2 separate regions of the Sus scrofa genome follow, and region 2 is linked to region 1. A link is a contact called in public Hi-C data. All regions are on one chromosome and are shown on one strand. The core of a region is the stretch at or near the end of the contact, and the rest is flanking DNA. Distances in the headings are between cores, read along the strand shown.

Region 1 (7,918 bases), core at 4,019-6,518:
TGTGAACGGTAAAATAGAACTACACTGAAAACTTCACCAAGAAAATGGTCAAGAAGTCCTCTGATAACACAAAATAGAGGGAAAACTCCTTTTAAAGCATTCAAATTGCTTAAGACTTGGATCTTAGAAAATTAATTTCCAAATTTTTAAAGTTTTCGGGTGTTTTACAATGCTAACCCGAAAGGTAACTTGTTCAGATTACAAGCAAAAGCAGACCACTCAGACTAACCTAACATCTGAAGACCTTGCACGCTGGGTATCTCAACCTGACTCCACCTTCCATTTTCATCCAGACACAGGTAATCCCCAATCACAGATAAACAAGAACATCAAGTCTTCCCCCTTCCTCAACTACCAAGCACTGCTGGAGCAAAGTCACATAACCACCTAGAACCGGTACATTTTATGCTAACCAACTACACTCTCAACGAAGCTATCCGTGGTCAGCTACTTCAAAGCAAGCTCCCAAACCTTTCATTGCATCATACATCCCAATCCTACCCCCTCCTCCGGAGGATGAACTTGATGCCTGGAACCTGAGAGACCTGTCACTTCTAAACTTGATAACCTTGAGCAAATTAATCTCTTTAACACCCCCCACCCCCGATTCCTTGTTAATCAAATGTACCTCACAGCTGTTCCAAGAATTATGAGAAGAGTCACTGAACACACCCGAGTGCTCACCACATCCCAGGCACCAGGCTGAGAGCACAGTGGTAAACAGACACATAAAACCCTGGTTCCCTTTTTTATTTTGTTGGCCTCGCCCACCCATGCCATGTTCCTGGGCCAGGGATGAAACCTGCGCCACAGCAGCAACCCAAGCCACTGCAGTGACAATGCTGGATCCTTAACCCGCCGCACCACAAGAGAACTCCAAAATCCCTGTTCTCTTGAAGCCTATGTTGCGGCCCAATTCAGACAAGGTAGTCGGAGAACACAGCTTCTTAGAGAAGATGACATTTCAGATGAAATCTAAAGTGATGAGCAATTCCAAGCAAAACAAGGGATAGTCAACAGAGTACATTTTAGGCAAAAGAACTGCAAGTTTAAAGGCCCTGCACCAATATGGAGCTTGACACATTCGAGTAACAAAGCCTGAGAACCAAGAGAGCAACCATCTGTAAGATGCCTACTTCAAGGGCCTCAGCCTGTACCTTACATTATATATCTTCACATTGACCCTTTAAAAAAAAAAATGAATTGAATTTACTATTTATTTTTAAACCTCTGGCCGCACTAGCAGTATGCTGACGTTCCCAGGGCCAGGGATTGAACCCAAACCACAGCTCTGACAATGCTGGATCCTCAACCCACTGCACCGCCAGGGAACTCCCACAATCACCCTTCCGAGTGGTCCGAGACAGGAAATCTGATCCAGAAGAATGATAGGAGGAACTTTCCTGAGGTTATAGAGTTATCTTGAAACCAGAACATGGACACAGGCAGTCTGATTCCAGAGCCCGGGCTCTTAGCCACTATTCATACTGGGCCCCAAAAGATTCTCATAATCTACACATATGTCTTCCCTCTCTACTGAATTGAGACTCCCTCTATAATGCGATTCTTAGACTGCTGGCTCACAATATAGCAGCCGTCACTTAACGTATGTTGTTTCATGAATGCAAAATGTAATCAGCTTGACAGACATTTTCTCTTTATTCCTAAGTATATGATCTTATATAAAAACGTGACATTTAACAGATTTAATAGCACATGACCTTAATTTCAAAATATCTACTGTTAAACCAGCCCTTGGGAAAAACTAGGGGGGAAGAGACTCTGACTTCTCATCAAGTTTTCGGCCCGACCAATGGTTTAGTAATTAACATTCACCTGTTTATCTCTGTGAAGTCACCTCAAGTTTTAAAAAGAACATTTCCTCTTAACACAGGCTGATTTCTCATCGTGTTCATTCTCCCCACTCCCATTTCTTGATGCAGGTCCGTGGCAGATCCTGAGAATTTGCATTTCTAAAAAATTCCCAGGAGATGCTGCTGCAGGTGGTCCGAGGATCACACTTTTGAAAACCACTGTTCTACGGCACTAGACTAAGAGTCAGGAAACACGTGTCCTGCGGCTTCTGCCCTAACTGGCTGTACACATCTCCACGACAGAGCCCTTGGATTTCTCTGGGTCTGTTTTCTTCTATAAAACGGAAGGGTGAAGAGTACTGGCCTGTGGGAGTCACAAGTACTTTCAGAAAATCTGGGGTAGGGTCCAAGAATTTGCACCTCTAACATGTTCCCAAGGAAGCAATGCTGTTGGTCCAAGAGCCACGCATTTTTTTTTGTTTGGGGTTTTTGGGGTGACATCCGGGTCACGTGGAAGTTCTCAGGCCAAGGACTGAACCTGTGCCACAGTGGCGACCCAAGCCACTGCCGTGACAATGCTGGATCCCCAACCACTGTGCTACAAGAGAATTCCCAAGAGCCACACGTTAAGGATCAACACACTAAAGCTAACCAGGCAATTCACTTCCAAAAAGAAAGGAAAAAAAAAGCACCCCGCCCACAAAAAGGAGTCTGTGTGTTTACTAAAATACAGGTATAAGAAAATTCACAGTGGTTTTATTCACACTAACTGGAAATAAACCAAATGTCCACTGTCCGACTAGATAAATTGTGCTATATGTATACACAAGACTACATAGCAATGAAAAAGAACCACCACTTCACACAATCTGGGGATGTCTCTTACCTAATGCTTAAAGCAAGACAATACCTACACTCAACTGTGTACCTCGTGTATGATGCTATTTCTAAGTTCAAGAACAAGCAAAATTAACTGGTGGTGATAAGATTCAGAACAGGGGTTATCTGGTGGGGTAGAGGAATAACTGGCTAGGAGGACATAGGAGATTAAGCTTGAGGATGTTAAGTATTCTGTACCTTGATCTGAGCAGTATATACACGTAAGACTTCAAGCTCATGAGTGGCAGATTTAAGAACTGTATTACCTATCACACATCCATAAGTAATTCTAAAAGTAAAATAAATCAAATATAAGGGGACAACGAACTCACTACATTCATATCCTTTAGGAGCTATTATTATACAAACTGGATTTCCAAAGGAGGCATGGCGCCTAAGAGGACCATACCAAACGTAGATTCAGAACATGAAGAGCTATCCGGCCGACATTAGGAATTGTGGACAAAGTTCTGTGTCTCTAGTAACCTGACTCTGACACGGATCCCAGAAGCATCACTAGGAAACATCACAGCACAACAGAGTCATCAGCCACTCTGAAGGTCTTCATATCCAGACCCAAAAAACATACTCCAACCTAAAAGGCCCCACAGGACCTAGGCCTTCATTTCCTCCCCACCTCATCTCTTACTTCTCTTTCATCCCCCTCCAACTAAATGGCCTTCCTGCTGCTCCTTGTGCAGGCCAACTTCACGCCTACCTCAGGATCTTGAAACCGGCTCCTCTTCCTGCCTGAAATCATCTTTCTCCAGAGCTTCCAAGCTCACTCCCTCAGGCCTCAGCTCAGATGTCACCTCCTCAACCAACCATGTGGCAGATTTCTTTTAGAAGTCACGGTGAGGAAAAGGTTTTCCTGCCTCAAACTGCTCACCTTCCATGTGGTGGATCACAACTGCGAACCAAGGTTCCCTCTTGAGCTTCCAAGCAAGAGACACCTGGCTAAACTTTGGGACCCACTGCATCACGTATTCTTAATGTGGGCTCCCTTTATTAGTTTCAATCATGACTTCACTCTTGTTTTTTGCTTTCCTTTACACCTTTATAGCCTTTCATTGCACACAGAATGCCCACCAAGTCAGTTAAACATCGAACTAAGACTTTAACCCACAGCAATCAGTTCCTTGCACACAACAAAAACCCCAAGAAATTGTTTTGAGGAAGAAGCAAATGAGTGAATAATGAACAGTGACAGGACATCTGGAAATTTTCAGGCACACACAGGAAAGGTTTTTGTTCCAGTAGCGAGTTCATACAGGCACTTAGCACAGAGCCTGGTACATTAAAATGGCAAGGATGACTTAGTCAAGCGAAAAGCCGAGTTAACAAATATCAAGCCTAAAATTTCCTTTTTGTCCCTAATGCCATTAAAAACAAACAAAAAAAACCAGGCCCTTTCAGGCCAACTATGAAAGTCAACCACATTCCCAAGAAAGAAGGCAGGTTTTACTGAGACGCTCCGAGGATGCAGGAACCGTCTAGGAGAGGGAGGTAGCAAGAACTGGGATCTGGAGTGACTGGGCCGCTGATGGACAGAGAAAAGAGGCGGGGGTTTTCAATATCAAGACTGAGACACAAGACAAGCAGCAGCCCCGGCCCCGGGAAAACAGTGCTGCGAAGAGGCGGGGTGGGCCAGAACCCAACGCGGCCCCCCCGTTGCCCACAGCAAAGTGAAGGAAGCTGGACCAGCTCGCTCACCTCTAACGCCGCCTGGGGGTCCTCTTCGATCAGAGCATCTGAGAAGCTCCGGAAAAACCTGCCAGGAAAACAACGACTTCAGCAGGGCGCACTAACCAAGGAAAACAGAGGATGCTGGGTACTAATAAATAGCAAAGAAAAGGTAAAACACGCACCTTTGGGCCGTTGCAGGTCCCGCTGCAGCCGCCGCCATCCCTACTGGTCACTGTTACCGCTGCTGGAGCCGCTCCTACCGAGGTTACCAGTCCGCCGCCGCCCAAGGGGGAAACTTCTGGAGAAACACCAACCGAGCTTCCGTCCTAAGGAGCCAACGAGCAGCCACGCAGCGTGCCGCGGGGGGGGGGGGGGGGAGGGGAGGCGAAGCGCGGGCGCGGGGTGGGCTGGGACCGTGGAGGACCGACTCTCCCGGCCCGCCCCCTGGCCGGAGACCAGCCCCGCAGGCTCCGCCCCCTGCAGCCTCGGTTACGGAGGCCGCGGTGGTTCACGCTAGCCCTCCGTCCCGCTGCGCGCCCACAGTCCCGTGGAGCCTCCGGAGCGCTAGCTTGAAAGGAGTTTTGTACCATACTGTTCTCCTTCGGGAACGTGTGGACTTTGGGGGAGTTTATATGTCTGTTAATAACACAAAGCACATCGAGCTCCGTTTTTCCCTACAGCGCTCATCATGGCTCTTGGAAGCAACCGAGCCCTTTGTGACCCGTGACGTCATCCCGCGCTACGTGTTCTTTTCCGGGAGCGAGTTCCGGATGGCGCGGCGCATTGGTGGGTGCCGGCATCTTGGCGCTGGGAACCCTGAAGGCCGCGGACTTTCCGGAAGTCGTTCTGCCTCTGCGGAGGGTAGAGCAGAGGAAGCCTTTTGGTTCCGGGGCGGGTGGACTGTTCCATGGGCCCCAGGACTCCGCAGACCTAAGGTTGTCTTCCTCGTTGGCTTCCCAGACTAAGAAGAAAAACGTACTCCATCCGAAGGCATTGAAAGGAGAAATGGACCCTCAAGTTGTCTTGGTGTTACTTTACACCTAGTCGGACAGGCCCCCTCCCACTTTTGACCCATGCAGTTTAGATAGACGAAACTTCCAGCAGGTTCCACGGACCGGAGTCCGGGAGCAAGAGGGAGTGGGAGTGAATGGTTGGTTCCTCAGTAGAGATGAAGGAATAACTGAAGTTGAGTGTCTACTACATCCAAAATCTAAACTAAGTCCTGGGATTCAGTGGTGGTAATGCCCCCCAGAAACTTAAGTCAATTTAGTTCTAAGTGCTAAAAGGAAAGAAAGACAGTAGTCAGTGATGTGGTAACAAGGGGCTTTTAGCCGCCCATAAGGTCTAGGGATGGAATCCTCAAACACTTTGTACTCGAGCTTCAGTTTGGAAAGACGAATCAGTGAAGGAAATGAAAAAAGCAATTCAGACGGAATAGGATGAATGCTAGCAAGTGATAATGTGAACTCTAAAATTGATAGAGCCAAAATTCAGGCTAGAAGCAGAGAGGGCAGGGAGGTAGGTTATGTGCCAGGTCATAAAGGACTAGTTGTGGTCCGTTGAGAAGTTGGGATGAGCTTCTCTGAAGGATCCTAACCCATTATAAGATTTTTACTCAAAAGAAGGCTGTACTAGTGAAATTTACATTTTAAATGTTTATTATCTGTGCTATCAAAGAATAAAGGAAAAGAACAGTCATTGGGGAGTTCCTGTTGTGGTGCAGCAGAAACGGATCCAACTAGGATCCATGAAGATACTGATTCAGCCCCTGGCCTCACTCAGATAAGGAAACAGCTTTGCGGTGAGCTGTGGTGTAGGCTGGCTGCTATAGCTCCGATTGATTTGACCCCTGGCCTGGGAACTTCCATATGCCAAGGGTGCAGTCCTAAAAAGAAAAAAAAAAAGGAAAGAAAGAAAAAAGAACAGTTGGAAGACAACTGCTGTATTACAAGCCAAAGTGACTCTTATAAATAGGTCTGTAACAATAGGGATGGAGGGGATGGTAAGAATTGCAGAAATAACTAAGAAAAAACTGGGTTTGCTGATCTTTCCTTTTGTTTTGCTTCTTTTTAGGGTATATGGAAATTTCCAGGCTAGGGGTTATCAGAGCTGCAGCTGCCGGCCTATGCCACAGCCGCAGCAATGCCAGATCTGAGCTGCATCTGCGACCTACACCACAGTTCACGAGATGCTGGATCCTTAACCCACTGAGTGAGGCCAGGGATCAAACTCGCATCCTCATTAATACTAGTCAGGATCCTTACCGCTGAGCCACCACCAGAACTCTTGAGCTTTCCTTTTGTGATCAGTTCTTTTTGCATCTAGTATAAGGCTTTGCCTACTCAAAAGCCATGAACAGAGTCACCTGTGTTTTCTTCTAGATGCTTTACTATCATACTTTTCATGTCCAGGTCTATTAATTTTTATAAAATGTATGAGGTTGGGATTAAGGTTCCTTTTCCCCCTAAATGGATATCCCAGCCCTACATACTGAAAAGATTTATTTGCCATTCCCCCCACTAAATAATTATGGCACTTTTGTTATAAAGTAGTTGATCACACATATGTGGGTCTGTTTCCAGGTTCTCATTCCCTTGGTCTAAACTGGTACCACACCATTAATTGATTAACTTTATGAGCCTTTTTTTTTTTTTTTTTGCTTTTTTGGCCGCACCTGTAGCATATGAAAGTTCCCAGGCTAGAGTTCAAAAAAGAGCTGCAGCTTAACGCCATGGAAATGGCAACACCAACACCAGATCTGAGCTGCACCTGTGCAGCAACTTAAGGCAACGCTGAATCCTTAACCCACTGAGCGAGGTCAGGGATCAAACCTGCATCCTTTTGAATACTATGTCAGGTTCTTAACCCACTAAGCCACACCAGGAACTCCTATAGTCTTGGAGCCCTGTAACTTTTCCTTCAAAATTGCCTTGGCTAGTCAAAGTCTTTTGTATTTACATTATTTTATACGTTTTACAACACATTTCCATTTATTTATGTTTTACAATGACCCCGTCAAATTTTCCAAAAAACCCCAACAACAACCCTGCTGGGATTTTAATTGGGCTTGCATTGAATCTATAGATCAAGATCAGCCATTTTGGGGAAAACAGTCTCTCTTATTTATTTATTTATTTATTTTTTAAGGGAAAACAGTCTCTCTTATTTATTTATTTATTTATTTATTTTTTAAGGGCTGCAGCATATGAAAGTTCCCAGGCCAGGGGTTGAATTGGAGCTATAGCTGCTGGCCTACACCACAGCCACAGCAAATTGGATCCGAGGTCTGTGACCTACGCCACAGCTCATGGCCAATGCTGGATCCTTTACCCACTGAGAGAGGCCAGGGATCAAACCAGCATCTTCATGGATCCTAGTCAGGTTTTTTAACTGCTGAGCCACAAAGGGAACTCTCATTTTTTTTTAATTGACTATAGTTAATTTACAATGTGTTTCTAGTGTATAGCAAAGTGATTTCAGTTTTACATGTAAATTCTTTTTCATATTCTTTTCCGCTATAGTGTATTGTAAGATACTGA
Region 2 (7,918 bases), core at 3,643-6,142, 51 kb before region 1:
CGGGAGCACTCGGCTTCTTAGAGAAAGAGAATGCCTTCCACTGTGTCTTCTACGATGAGGAGTTAGCCGGGCGGTGAGAGAGGAAGGGCACTCGAGGCAGAGGGAGCAGTTCAAGTACAGGTGTGAAGGTGCGAGGTCCAAGCAGGGACACTGCCCTCGGGCTGAGGCGGAGGCAGTAGCAAGACAGAAACGTACTCATATTACATGTTCACTTGGAACTCACTTGGTGGAAAAGGAATAGGAAACCAATGAAAGGTTTCGGGCAAAGGGAGGGCTGGTAAAGGTTCCATTTTAGATGGATCACCTTGGTAGCCTGTCCACGTGAGAACTGAGGAGGTGCCAAACTCAGCAAGGAGGACAGCGTGTCGAAAGCGAAGGCAGGCTGCCTCTTGCAAAGGTGCTCCCTTTTCAAAGCACCAGAATTAGATGAAATATTACGCAGGTGGATAACTTACTTGATAATGGATAATGGAATTATGCTGTGTTAGGAGAAATCACTCAACACCCAGGGACATCACCTTAACAGAAAAAAATAAAATTGATGTTTTAAGAGCAGAGAGGAACCTGATATTGGATAATGACAAAATAGACTCAAATTGTGTTCAAGGAAGAAAACTACAGGTCTACTTTGAAAGAAAAAAAAACCAAGTGCACAAAGGAGGAACATTTGGCAATGGAAGAGAGGACACCGCATGATCCAAACCTCTCTCGAACCGGTCCTAATCCCTAGGTGACCTTTAACCAGGCCAGTCCAAAAGCTGCAAGTGCTGCCAGTTTAAGTGCTGCCCAGTCCGCTGTGCTGAACGTGGCTTGTCCTTTAATTCTCGGTGCTGGTACAGCCAAACCTTATGGACATGAGAGGTTCACTTTCAAGGTCCTACGGTCCTAGTTTGCCTCAGTCGTCTGAGATGTGATAGTCACTGTTGTGGCAACATGCGGAGAAAGTGAATTGTTCTTGCTGGGTTTCAGTCAGTATCTGTTATGTTCTAAGTTATATAAACATACCTCATTGAAATATGCCAACAAACTTCCATTCCAATTTGAAAAACTTGTTTTAACCTCATCCTTATACCTCCTTTCCCACCGCCAGCTCAAATAATCGTTGCCACTAAAAAAAGACACTAAACACATTCAGAATAATCACTTAACCCACTGGACAGTTGTTCTTACACCAGATTTTATTATACTCCGAAATACAAGCTACATGTTTACAAAATAGAAATTCCTTGTCTTAAGTGGGGTATTTAATTTTTATTTCTGTATAAGCTGAATATGCTAGCTTGTTTTATGAACATTCATTGTATAGAAATGGTCACAATTTTTAAAGTGAACTAATTTATTGAGGGGGAAAGAGAGCGCACTGACAAGAATCAACATGCATAGATATTCCTAGTAGCGCATGTGAACAGAAAGGTGTAAATCTGGGAGTCAATGCAAACTTGAGCGAAAACATTTTACAGGCAGAGTGAGTTTTGGTATCTATGAAAGAAAGCTGAACTTCTTTAAAAAGGGCTTTTGTACATATATGCATGCTCATATTTCATATGCATATACAGGTTTCACCTTGAAAAAGCCCAATATATTAGAATCAAATTTACAAAACAGTTAGTGTTGACTGACTGACAACAATAAAAGGACTCACCACAGGCTTTATTTAAACTGCTTATATTCAAAAGCAATCAATTTACATACAATTTTTAGGTTCTTACTGTGTAAAGGTAAGTGTATATACATGTGTATGTATGTATGTATACACACACACACATATACACACACACATTTACACATGTATGACCTAACCTAGCAAACAGCTGGTGCTATTTTCTAAGGTGTTTGGTTTACTGAACCTTTACCAAGTCTTAAATAGTTTTAAAATCACATATACAGGAGTCAGTGTTATTACATTTATAAGTTATCACCATGGAGTGATAAAAAATCAGTGATAGGTGTAAACAGCATACTCACAAGCTATAAATATAAGTCCCTAAGTTAAAACACCAAATTATTAAGAACTATTTGTTTTAAGAGGTATATACCACTAAGTTCCTCTGTGAGTTTATTGTCATATTCCTCTTCTATTTGTGTCTGCTGCTTTACAAAAATTCGCTTCATATCGAATTCCTATAATCGAATCAACCTGCTTTTTCTCATCTGTAATATGGCTACAAAAATTTTAATAGCAACAAATGAGATAGCTTAGAAGAAATAACCTCTATGTACTTTTTCTTGAAACTAGCACTATATTTACAAATTTACTTAAAGTAACTTTAAAAAAAACTCAACATGATTTCTGCAGCCTCCCGTCCTTCAGCCCTCCAAGGTGTGAATTATTTAATTACTAAAAATTTTCCTTTCAACTGCCTACACTCCTTTAATCTAGACTTTTAGCCATTTTTTTTTATAGTGAGCTTACTTTATACTGACATAGTCAAAGACCTGGAATAAACTTAGCAGGCATCAACTTCCTCTTAGCAGGACATAATGCTTTTGACGGCCAAGTGGTTTCCTTCTAATTAAAGCCATGTTCCTGCCTATTAGTTACTAGGGAACTACACAATTATGAAGTGGGAAAGATTTCCCCTCCATAAACATCTTCCTCACACACATTCTCTCGACCTAATCCACCAGCACCATAATTTGTAATATTCAGTCAGTGCCTATGTGTAATCAGGCAACACCCGACAACATTCCAGTTGCTTGAGAAGGAAGGGTGCCTCATCATAAGTCAGCACCAGGCTACTGCATCCATACTCCATGAACAGAGTATTCTAGGGTTCTCTGCTCAATTTCAGTAATCTCTCAGCAGTGATCAACTAGCATCTTGTTCCGAGATTTTCAATTTGCTTCATTTTGACTGAGAGAGGCTGTCTTTCATCATGGGCAGGACCATGCCGTTGTGCGGATTCGATCGGGGTATGGCAATGACCCTAAGGGCCTGCCGACAGAGGAACAAAAATAATCACTGAGCATCTCTCCTCTGCCTCTACGGCCATGGAAGAGGGAAACTTCTCAAAAGAACAAGACCCCAAGTAGCTTTTTACTTTCTTAAAAATTGTGGAAATAAGACGTCTGAGATGATTAGTGCTAGTAACCTCACTTAAATTCTGTCTCCTTTACGCCTTAAGATCAGGGTGTTTTAAGAGCAACGCCCCAGGTCACATACATCAAAATCACAGATTTACTGGGCCCGATCCCAAACCGACTAATTCAGAAACTCCGGAGGGAGGTGGAGAAAACCTACATTCTGAAAAACAAGCTTCCCAGGTGAGGGCTTCACCCTCAAGTTTGAGAACCACTGTATTATACATTATCATAGAAAATATCTTCCCAATGCTCTAATTTTTATAGTTGCCTGGTATTTGGGGCAACTGTTAGGAGATGAGTACAAAAGTTCTCTCACCAACTATCCGTGTGAGTTACGTTAAAGAACTCTTATGAAGGAAAAAAGCATGTGAGAATGCTCTCGAAAAAATGCATTCGTAAAACCAAAAGCTTAGACTAGACAGTACTTAAGATTTATTCCAGCTCTAAAATACTGACTTTGTTTCATGTCTCATGCAAATACATGTCTAGGGGAGTAATAGGTGCCAAAGATGCTTCTAGTCTTGGCAGATGGCCCATAAAAACATGCCTGCTGACCTGATTTAGACAGTTCTATTAAACACGAAATCCAGTCCCACACTTATTCTTAAATCCCTGTGCACAACCAGTCATTCTAATTGACTCAGTTTTTCTCATTATCTAGTCTGCTATAGCTATAGGAAATAGTTCTGCTAAACAAATAGAATAGGAAATAGTTCTGCTAAACAAAGATTACGCTAAAATGTGATGTTGCCTATAGTTTAGTATGTAAAAAGAACAGAAATAAAGTATTTCAAAAAAATACTGAAAGTGAGGGCTTCTCATATACCCAGTAAGTCATATGCCATCACGCAAATTCATTCACATCGATACCACCGGGTGTTCAGAACGGAAATTCCACTGCAAACATTGTTAGATTTATAAAGTAAATCTGATCCGATTCTATGTACATCTGATAAAAATTAAAAGCATTTTTAAAAAGAATGACAACTGGCCAAACTTCGACAGCACTGAGGATCACAGGTTTTGTATGAAGCTGGGAAAAGCGCTGGCCCGGCTACCATCATCTCCCCTGTGTTATATGCAAGGCCCTACCTGTTCTAGGCCCCGTTACCTCCCCTCACTCACTCTGCCCCAGCCCCGTAGCTTCCCCAGCATCCCTCAAACACAGCAGGACTCTACATCTGCTGTTCCTTCCGCCGGCAGTGCTCCTTCTCAAGCATCTTCACAGCTCCCTCCGCCGCCCTCAAGTCTGTATTCGAGCATCACCTGCTCACTGAATTCTCAATTGATCTCGGATCTCAAATTCCAACCACCTGTTGTCCTCTTTGCACATTTAGTTTTCTTTCTCAGCACTTGACATCACTTCACATGTACTCTGCTATTTCCCCCATAAGTTAGGCTCCACAAATGCAAGGATCTGTTCACCAGTGTCTCCCTAGAGCCCAGAACAGTGTCTGGCACATCCCTGGCACTCAATGTTGATGAATGATATCATAAACTATGTATTTTGTACTTATTTATATTGTTCTATATATCATTCTATTACCTATACTACAGTGAAAACCCATTCGAAGAAAAACACATATGGCTTTGACAGAAAAATCTCAAGGACATTAATATTGTTAAAAAAATCAAGTATAAAACCCTGATCAAAGAGGTTCAGTATCTCAGAATTTCTTTGGAGGTTTTCCAGAAAAAAAAATGTACTAGTAAGCAGTTCAAATTTCCACCTCCGGATGCTGGTATGCTTATACACTGCCTGACTCAACTCTTGGTTTTCAGACCTGTTCACATGCCCAGACCCATTCCTGGCTTTATAAAACTCTGGCCTCCTTTCCCCTACGAGTTTCTTGGGCTCAAAATTCCTTCCCAAAGGATGACTAACTGAATTAGAAAATAAAGTTCAGTCCCTTCTTTAAGGAAACACACATATTTTAGTTTTAAAACAGTTGTGGCAAAAAAAAGGAATCTGAAAATAGCGAAACAAAAAATACTTGAGTATTACACGGGTTTTAAAGTTATATAACTGCTATTCCCTCTAGTTATGAAGATAGCTGAAGAACAAATTAGATTTAGCTCTCCTGACCAGGGGTTAAAAATCTATTGAAAAATCACTGTTATCTATATTGATGAATAAATAATCAATTTCAAGGGCATGATATAAGCAACAAACTACAGTTTTAAAAACTAATTATGTAGTTTGGTGTAAGGTTAACACTTCTGATACCAAACACTTCTGATACGACGTGAAAAAGCACCCTGCTCTGCAGCCAAGATCCAAAAACAGTAACATAATCAAATAGGACACACAGGGTAAAACAGCTATCAAGCTACTAACCCTTAAACCAGTACAGCTCTGATGCATCATCCGTAAGGGACCTCCAAGACCCCAGCTGGGGTGGCAGTGAATTCCCGCGGATTTCACAAGACTATTCTAATGGGAGATACCTAAACAATGAAGAGAAGAAAATACAGAGAGTCTTCTGGGGAGCATTAACACCACCTGCCAAATTCTGAGGGCTCATTCTCTACACAGCAGCTCCAGCAGATAGAAAGTTGGAAGGCAGCCCCCAAAACCCTCACCAAAGAGGCTCAAATGATGCAAGAAATGAGTCAGCTGTAGTGACTCCCTAAAGAAAGAACAGATCAAACTCTCAAACATGCCTATGAGACACTGTGGTTTTGGTTTGACTCTTATCAAGGGATCTAATGGGTGTCTCAACCATAAGCAAATAACCCAACCCAACTGCTATGAAGCCAGCCACTGCCAGAGTAGCAGCACAAAATTAAACAGCTTTCCTGGAGGTGGCAGAGGAGCTCAGTTTTGACACATCAGTAGGAAACTGAAACTCTCTAGTTGGGTTGGAAGAAAAAATATACATAGGATATTCAGACAGACCAGAGGTCTGCAAACCCAAGACAAGAACAACATGCAATAGAGTCTTTATGTGACGCACAAAGCCTAAAATATTCACTACATTGCCCTTTATGGAAAAAAACATGCAAACCCTTAAATAGACTACTCTTGTGCGCCTGGAGCCTAGGTACACAGTGCAGCAGTGACAGATGAGGTTAAAAAACAAAAAAACCACCACCACCCCAAAAAAACACCCCCCCCAAAAACCTGAATGAGGCTGAATAATGACTGCCCTTGAATAGCAGCTAAAAATCAGAACTGGTACCTTCCTTTCAGGAATTCCACTACTCAACAGCACTGAGGAAAAAAATTAAGGACTTTATATTTATTGGTCACACACTCTGAGATGGGATTTAACTGTCTTCACAATCCTGACGCAATATTATCACCCAGTGTTAGAGATGAGAAAAAGGTTCAGAAGGGTTAAGTCACTTGTCCTCTCAAAAAACACCATTTATTAACACAGCAAAACTTGGAATTTAAGATTGCAGATTCATCTGTTGGTATCCTTTTTGCTATTATAAAACAGTTGCCTCTGTGGTACAGTCGAAATAAAAGAAATTGATCATTTTGCAACTAATAAATAGTAAAATGGTAAGCAGCAGTGCCAAGGAAATGCATTCAATCTCTTAGCATATTTCCTGACCATGGAGTTAAGCTAGCTAACTTAAGTGTTCAGCTGGTAGTCAAATGGGTCCCAGAAAAGGTCAAGGCTAGAGTACAATGACTGACAAAAAGTGGTAGCTGGGGGAGAACCCTGAACTTGAGTCCACAATACTTCTTGTTTCCCCACTGACTGTTTCAAGGGTGAGGGGAGGAGAACAGACTAATGAAATAAGTCTTGCAAACACAACTATTGGCTTCTCTACACTGATGGAAATAATAGGACAGAACTTGTGGTTTATAAGTAGTATGACTTTCTATAAACCCTGATAGTTTTATTCTGTCTTGAGATTTAAATGAAAATGGAATATCAGAGAACTTCTTAAGGGAAGTCCCTTAACATTCTACATAATAGTTTGTATCTTCTGGCACCACTACGCTTCATGATTCTTTTTAAAGTACTGCTGACAATACTTGCATATTGAGGCTCTGCCGAAGTAAATTAAAATAACTACTCATTCAAAATAAAAACTTCAGGAGTTCCCTGGTGGCTCAGCAGGTTACGGATCCAGTGTGGTCATGGCTGTGGCTCAGGCTGCTGCTCTGGCACAGGTTCCATGCCTGGCCTGGGAACATCTGCATGCCAAGGGCCTGGCCAAAAATGAAATAAAAGCTTTCCTACAAACTCTTATGGTCGCGCTGTAAATTTTTAAAATTATACTAACAATTTTTAACTAGCTGATATAATTTCCTCAGACACAATCCTCAATCTTGAAGGACTGAATTGAGAACAAAAAGGCTTTCTATAGGATTTAAACCTCTCAGCCTAAAAGCATATAAGATAATCTGACTTTAACATTAAGCACCGCTCTGTGCACTTTACACACACAGGTACACATACACTTGCGGCTGGACGTGTTTCTGAATTCAGATTGTGAATTCAGCACACAATACAGGTATACTATCTACTGTGTAACAATCTCAGAAGGATTTGTGGTAGCATTCTGTTAATATTTTCGCAGCAAAATATAACACTATTCATATTGTAAATACAGGACTTTTTTTTTTTTAACCAGAGTCATACACATACACACAAATTTAGTTTTTAGGGCTATCTGAATTAGGATTAAGTAACTGTAGAATGGTATCAACTCGTGCAACACATAAAAGCCCATGAGGTTGATGTTACTGTCCCCATTTCAAAGATAGGAAAACTGAGACACAGAGACATGAAGTACCTGCCCACTGTCACACAGCTAGTCAGCGGTGCACTCACGATTTGACCTCAAGCAGGCTGTCTTCAGAGCCCATGCA

What was found. Hi-C and Micro-C count contacts between places; a contact is called where the count stands out from the background.
Region 2: a contact with region 1 is called in a Hi-C map of fibroblasts, with 2.1 times the contacts expected there. The contact joins the enhancer-like site here to the promoter of SUGT1 in region 1. A contact is called at or near these places in 5 of 47 Hi-C or Micro-C datasets (adipocytes, embryonic fibroblasts, epiblast stem cells and 1 more).

What each region holds. Positions count from the first base shown.
Region 1 is chr11:25,902,792-25,910,709 of Sscrofa11.1, reverse strand. SUGT1 (protein SGT1 homolog) reads right to left here and starts at 5,268. Exons shown (of 13, transcript XM_005668449.3): 1 at 4,562-5,268; 2 at 4,407-4,464. The coding sequence starts at 4,599.
Region 2 is chr11:25,953,910-25,961,827 of Sscrofa11.1, reverse strand. It overlaps SUGT1 (protein SGT1 homolog), which reads right to left. Exons shown (of 13, transcript XM_005668449.3): 13 at 1,163-7,918. It overlaps CNMD (leukocyte cell-derived chemotaxin 1), which reads left to right. Exons shown (of 7, transcript XM_021065645.1): 7 at 1-2,636. Among named protein-coding and RNA genes, the nearest start is that of CNMD, 37 kb to the left of the region's middle. Within about 2 kb of position 4,892, at least 5 of the 83 cell types and tissues checked have an H3K27ac peak or open chromatin away from gene starts, as enhancers often do. A contact at or near this core is called in embryonic fibroblasts, where this site is marked.